2 separate regions of the Zea mays genome follow, and region 2 is linked to region 1. The links are chromatin contacts, called in public Hi-C maps. All regions are on one chromosome and are shown on one strand. Each heading gives the region's core, a stretch centred on a gene start, on an enhancer-like site or on the middle of the called end of the contact. The rest is flanking DNA. Distances are from core to core; before and after follow the strand shown.

Region 1 (3,593 bases), core at 350-2,849:
AAGATAGATTTCCAAGGAACCGATGCAGCGACTCGAGGCACCCCGCGCATGGCACAACAAAGGCATTAAGTACGGAGTTCACAGGACAGTTAGCCTCGGGGGGAGGCATGGCAGTCGGCGTGACCATAAGCGGGCTGGCAGTAACTGCATCAACGGGCACGCAGGAGCAACGAGCCAATCGTCAACCAAACTCTGCCCCGCCTGCAGGCTCGCATCCTCCCCTGAGGCGGGCTCGGGGGCCACTGTCGGTACCCTGGATTAGGGGTACCCCTTACTACGGTATGAAGGCTCGATGCCTGTGTGGCTACCCTTAACCGAACGAAGAACAACCCCAAGGGTGTCTCGTGGGTAGTTAAGGTGGCACTCTTAGAGACAACGCCCTCAGGCCCAGTAGGCTCGGGATCCCTGTGCGCACAGCCCGGACCCCCGAGGTAAAGCAACCCGAAACCATTTGATAAGGTTCGGACCCCACCAAGTGAGCTCCGGACCACCCATAACAAGGGCCCGGGAAAGGAAGTGTCATGACCTGGGCATAGGTCCGGGGTTGACACGTGTCCTGACTCTATCCATGGCTCCTCCGCCCCCCTGCTCGGCCAAATGCAGCCATATGGCTTATTGTCCATGACGTGGGCCGATGGGCGGAGCATGACGTAAGGGTTCTGGGCCGCGCGGCCTCCGCATTTATTACGGAGAGAACGCACCGCCTGACCACCCTTCTGGCAGATGATGTGCCTCCACGGCATTTATTGCGTCCTGTCTATTCCGCTGGCAGGCGATGCCAGGGCCACCCTGCAGACAGCGTACCTGTCCAGTCCATTGACGAAACAGTGCGCCCGTGCTACGCGGTGCACTATACTCGTCCCTTATACGAGAAGCTTCCCCCAGCGCGCCGAGTCGACGCGGATCTCGGGTGTCAGGAGATTACACGGGCAGGGCAAGCAGTAGTTCCACCCTTCCATTTGTCCCTGGGCCCACGTGTCGGGGCTCAGAACCCTTGTACATGCCCCCCTTGAGCTATAAAAGGGGAGGCATGCGATGTGAACAAGGACAGACACACTTAGACCCAGCACAGGCTCACAAGTTCATACAAGCTCTCAAGTTCAATACATCACACATTGGAGTAGGGTATTACGCTCTGGCGGCCCGAACCACTCTAAACCCTTGTGTGTTCTTGTGTTCATCCCTCTAATCTCCAACAGGCAAAACGCTTAAGCCCCCTCCGCATCTTAGGACTTAGGGCGGGTGCACTCCGCCACCCGGCCGGAGAATCGCATCTCCGACAAGCATGATTCTTCACCTCTCATGAAAACCAAATAAATATATGGAAGTATGCATCATGTTGAAGTTTTGGATCTGCATTAAACTCAAGCATAAATATAAAACAAATTTAGCCTTGAATCCAAATTTGAAATCTGAAAAATATGGGAACCTAAGAATTATAGTAGGGAAAGGAATGCAAAACAGGATAAATGGAAAAGAAAAAAAGGAATTTAGGCACCACTCAAACCCACTTTTGGCCCGGATTGGCCCAACCGACCCCTCTCCTTGCCACGCTGACACGGGGGCCCAACCGCCAGCCCTCTACATGTGCCCTGGTTGTCCACCTCGCAGTGCCGACAGACTGGTCCCACTGGGCCACCACCCAGGGCACGCACGCGACCGCACTCGTGCTGGAGTCTGGAGCCCGCTTGTCAGCCCTCTTCTCCCCCTCGTCGTAACAGAAACGCGAGCTACGTGCGGCCGCCGTTGCTGCCCATCTGGAGTCCTCGCTAATCAGCCGGTTTGGGCGAGGGCGATAAAGGCAGGAACCTCGGAGCACCTCGTGACCACTTCCTCGCCCATCTTGAGAACAACATGTGAATGCCGTGAGCTAGAGTGTCGTGGGTGGTAGAGAAAATGCAAGGGAGGCCGCCAGCGTGGGAAAATTGAACCACGACGATTCTAGTCTTGGGATTCGACTTCGGGTGATCGTCGAACCCGTAGAAGGTGTGCGCCTAGCAGATTCGGGCGACGTTCACTAGGGTCCTGAGCAATTGCTCATCGACAACGGAATCACCATCGCGGGTCGCGATACGTCGGGCGGCATGGCTCCTCACGTCATGATTGGCAGGTGTGTGCTCCCTAATCGAAATGCTATCGTTCGGGCGTCGTGTAGGGGACTTTGAAATGGGTAAAAGTGCACTAGCATGTCCTGGGACCGCCTCACCGGTGTGGCTCTGCCGCGGTCTGGTGTCGGGACGGGGGATAGGAGACGAATCCCTGGCCGTTGGATGTGTTTGGAGCGGCCGTGATTCATTGTGTGAATACTGGTTTGGTGGGGGAAGGCGAGGAGCGTCCGATCGGGATCGAACGTGTGAGACTTGAATCACACTTCATTAAACCATGGGCACTGATCCTGTAACCAAGGGTCACGATTGCATACCGGTTCAAAGTATAAAACTCTTAATCTGGTGCGCGAGATTTAGATTAGACGGCTGTGATCCTTGCATTTCCCTTCGCGTTGATCGTTTTACAAAAGAGTCCATGTTTTCTTCATGAATAAACCCGCAATCCTGCCACTTTATAGAATAATTAACCGGAGCCCTGGTATTTATATCTTTGACCCTGGTCTTTGGTATAATGATGCCCACAATAATAGAATAAATTAGAAAATTGATTTTTATGTAGAAATTAATTCCCAAACCTTAATAAATCCATAACTTCTTTGATTTAACTCCAAATTGATCCATTCCAGTTGCGTTGGACTCATATTAATATTGTTAACTAGTTAGTAACCTTATTTTACTATGTAGCATAGTGATAAAAATAAACTCATTTTGTTTTATGTTTAACACCTAAATATTTAGAAAATCAGAACTCTTTAACCGTAACTTCGAATTTAGTGGTTCTCGAACCTAGGATCTCGTTACGATGCATAGATCATTATTATGCATTATATTATCATGTTTGGTGTGATGTTAATTTCTCCTATGCAATGTTTTTTGTATTGTCGTGAGTAGACGAGCAAGTGATTGAGGAGCTCGGAGCTCAGTAGGTTGAAGACACTAAGTAGGAGCTTGTCGAAGGCAAGTTGTGCAATTTACCACTCTTCTTGACCCAATAATGTTCTCTATAATCACTGTGGTGTGTTTAGGCTTAATTTTGATGGGACCCAATAGGTCACCCTAGTTTGCTTTACCTTATGCCTTGTTCTCCACTGAACTTTTGGGTAGCCTCTGCTATTGCTCTATGTGGTTTTGAGTGTTAAGGTAAATATGATTCATGGTCTTGCTTTATTATTGTGATTCTATTCTTTAATGTTCATGATAAGAGTATGGTGTTAATTTGGACATGGAGCTTAACCTAAGATAACAGTGCTACCACAAGGGTGGAATGAGACGTCCTTGGCCAAGTAATTAGGAAAGCCAGGGAGAGACTATCTTACCTGAAAGGGGCAAGCGAGGAAGCATCGCTGCAGATTATAGGTTCTCGGGTCGGACTGTCTGTTTAGCTTTCTAGACGAGGGATTCCTATGCTTCCTTCTTGAATCCGTAACGGGTTTTCTCAAACTAGTGGAACTTTGGAAAGGACTCGTATGCTTCCTTCTTCCTGAA
Region 2 (3,593 bases), core at 328-2,827, 150 kb before region 1:
CTCTAATCCAGGTTTGATGCCAGATTTTGTACGCATAGAATTAAAAATATCCCTGCCTTCTTTAACTTTTCCTGTGTAGCTGCATGCTGTAAGGGCCCCAATATATGTAATTCCATCAGGCACCATCCCAGCCAACCTCATGTCATCGAATATGTGGAGTGCTTCCTCTCCCAACCCATGTTGAGCATAACCAGTGATCATAGAGTTCCACATCACAACGTCTTTGGGCTCAAACATGTGAAAGACCCTTTTGGCCTTATCCAAATTGCCACATTTGATGTACATTGTGATTAATGCTGACACGGCATAGATGTCCATATCAAAGGAGCGCCTCAGCATTGCACCATGCACTTCCCTCCCATAATCAAGAACAGCCAGTGCTGCGCATACGGTGAGGATGCTGATGACTGATGGGTAGTTTGGACGGATTCCAATGTGCAACATCTCACGAAAGGTAGACAGTGCCTCCATCAAGAATTCATTCTGTTCATATGCTTTGATGATTGCACTCCATGTTCCATCATCTCTCTCACACATCCTGTCAAAGACTGACTTGGCAGCATCCACCATCCCCTGCTGCCCAAACCCAACAATCATCCCATTGCAGGCAGCCAATGGGTGATCTGGCATTGCATTAAACAGCTCCTCAGCATCCTCTATGCGGCCAGCCTGTATATACCCAAATAGCATTGCAGTCCACGACACCTCATTTCGCTCAGGCATCACCTCGAACAGCTTCCGGGCAAGGTTCACCTGCCCATTCTGAGCGTAGCCAGAGACCATAGCTGTCCACGACACAACATTCCTCTTTGGCATTTCATCAAATAGAGTGCGCGCCTCATCAACCCGGCCAACCTGGCAGTACCCAGACAGCATGGCAGTCCACGCAACAACATCCTTTGCGGGCATTTCGTCAAACAACTTGCGAGCCTCGTCAACACGGCCGGCGTCGAGGAAGCCACCGAGCAGCACCGTGTACGATATGTGGTTACGCTCAGGCATTTGGCGGAACAGCTGTATGGCGTCAGCCAGGAGGCCGTGGCGCACATACCCACGCAGGAGGGATGTGAAGGAGACGACCGAGGGCGGGTAGGGGATGGTGGCGAGCGCCGCGGCGGCATCGGGGAGGGTGTGACGGCGCAGGGAGAGACCAGAGATGAGCGCGTTGTAGGAGGCGAGGTCCCGCGTGGGCATACGGTGGAAGACGCGGAGCGCGGCGTCGGGGAGGTGATTGCGGAAGTAGCCGGCGAGGAGGGCGTTGTAGGAGGCGGTGGTGCGGAGCGGCATGGCCTCGAACGTGGCGCGGGCGCCCTCCATGTTCCCCGTGCGTGCCAGCCGAGCGATGCGCGCGTTCGCGTCCACTACCGCCGGCGTTGAGCTCGACGGCAGGAAGCGGACGGGCGGGAGGCGCATGGTGGCGAGGTATGACAGGAACGAGCACAGGAAGTCGGCCCTTTGCCGACGGATGGCCACTTCGCAGTATTGCAGTCGCCGAAAACATTCTCTGTACTTTCGAAACTGTACAGTTCTCGAATGCATTTACCCCATGCGTTCAAAATATAGGACGGAAAACCATTTTTCTCGATGGATTTTTATTTTTTAAGGTCACTTTTATTTCATTGAAATTGAATTTCATTCTACGTAATTATAATTTAAACACAAACTAATTAAATTAATATATTTATATATACAATTTATTTGTATATTATACTAAAATCGTATGAGATATGCAAGTTCTAGCCAACATGCCACACTCGAGCAGCATCCAACCAACATGCCACACTCGAGCATAGAGATGGCAACGGGTACATAGCCGTCGGGTAGTGCCGTTCCATATCCGTACCTATCCAAAAAAACTTTTACTCGTCGGGTTACCCATATATGTTCGCGGGTATAAAATCCTACTCGTACCCGCGCGAGTAATTTTACCCGTCGGATAACCCGTACCCACTAGAAAAGACTTAAATTTCAATATATTAATCACTCAAAACATTAAATAAACATAAAAAATAAGTCCAACTTCACATATAATCATATGATTATATAACTTGGTAACTAAACAAATGATAGCTAGAGAAGAGTTTTATTTTAGCTAAGATGGGCTCTATTAGATGATTATAGTGGTATTGTTGCGGGTATATTCTACCCATGGGTAGATGGATATGGGTAGTACCAACCTATACCCATGCCCGTCTACCCAACGGGTAGAGGATCTTGCCCATTAACATACCCGCGGGTAGAGAAATCATCCCATACCCTCCTTCATATCGGGTAAAACCCGTCGGGTTTCGAGTACCCATTGCCATCTCTGCTCGAGCAGCGCTCAATCCCTAGGCCAGCACACGTGCCTCATCGCCTGCTTGCTTTTGGTTTCTACCATCCACTGCACCTTGTTTTTTTGTTTGGGTTCATTGTTATCTTCACCACCTTAGGGCTTGTTCGGTTCTACCCCAATATATATGGATTGAGGGGTTTTTAATCCCTAGTAAGTCAAAATATCTCCCAATCCGTATCAATCCCCTCTGTCGGTACCCCGAATCAGGAGTACCCCTACTACAGTATAAAGACGCCGCGCGGAGAATGGCACCCCAACCCCACCACATGGGCAGGTTCAGGGATACCACGTGGCGAGGAAAGGTAATACACCGCAGGGTGCGTTATCGGGTCCGGACCCTCGCGGAGGAACACCAGACCCCTGTACGCACAGCCCGAACCCTCGGATACGGTCCGAAACTCCAAAGAAGGCATACCGACGGGCCCCAGGCCTCTCCGAGTAAGGTCCGGGCCACAGCAAGGTCCCGGGACGGAAGGGACCCCGACATGAGTGAGGGTCCGGCGCTGGCACGTGTCCAGGCTTTGCCCTACGCTCCCCACTCAAGCGGAGACCCGCTGCTACCGCGTGGCTTGTGGCCCGTGACATAAGCCAACGGGCGGAGCCTGACGTAAGGCCTCTAAAGCCCCACGGTCTTTGCATTTATTGCGGAGAGGATGCGCCGCCTGCCACCATGCTGGCAGGTGATGTGCCCTCTCAGCATTCAATGCGTCCTGTCCACTCCGCTGGCAGACGACGTCAGGGGTCATCCTCCAGACGGCGTGCCTGTCCAGTCTGTTGTCAAACAGTGCGTCCGTGCCATGCAACGCACTGTACTCACCATCCCTTATACAAGAAGCTTCCCCTGCACGCTAAGGATACGCAGATCTCGGATGTCAGGGCGCGAGAAGATTGCCCCAACAGCAAACATTAGTAGCTCCAAGTGCTATATACATTTTGTCCCCGGTCTCACATGTCGGGGCTCAGTACCTTTGTGTATGCCCCCCTTCGGCTATAAAAGGGGAGGCATGCGACGTTACAACACAAGTTCACTCAGACTCTCAAGCTTCCACAGCAATCCAACATACAGTGGAGTAGGGTATTACGCTCCGGTGGCCCGAACCACTCTAAACTCTCGTGTGTTCTTGTGTTCGTCCCTCCATCTCGCATAACAGGCAAAACGCTTAGGCCCCTCCTCATCTTAGGATTTAGGGCGGGTGCACTCCGCCACCCGGCCGGAGATTTCCTCTCCGACATTTGGCGCGCCAGGTAGGGGGCTAGG

What was found. A called contact is a pair of places that touch in the nucleus more often than the background predicts.
Region 2: a contact with region 1 is called in a Hi-C map of leaf, with 5 times the contacts expected there. The contact joins the promoter of LOC103634583 here to the enhancer-like site in region 1. A contact is called at or near these places in 3 of 25 Hi-C or Micro-C datasets (all in leaf).

Annotation. Positions count from the first base shown.
Region 1 is chr1:51,473,552-51,477,144 of Zm-B73-REFERENCE-NAM-5.0, reverse strand. No RefSeq gene overlaps it. Among protein-coding and RNA genes, the nearest start is that of LOC606403, 39 kb to the right of the region's middle. Within about 2 kb of position 1,599, at least 18 of the 20 cell types and tissues checked have an H3K27ac peak or open chromatin away from gene starts, as enhancers often do. A contact at or near this core is called in leaf, where this site is marked.
Region 2 is chr1:51,619,226-51,622,818 of Zm-B73-REFERENCE-NAM-5.0, reverse strand. It overlaps LOC103634583 (pentatricopeptide repeat-containing protein At1g56690, mitochondrial), which reads right to left and starts at 1,577. Exons shown (of 5, transcript XM_035963596.1): 1 at 1-1,577. The coding sequence starts at 1,539.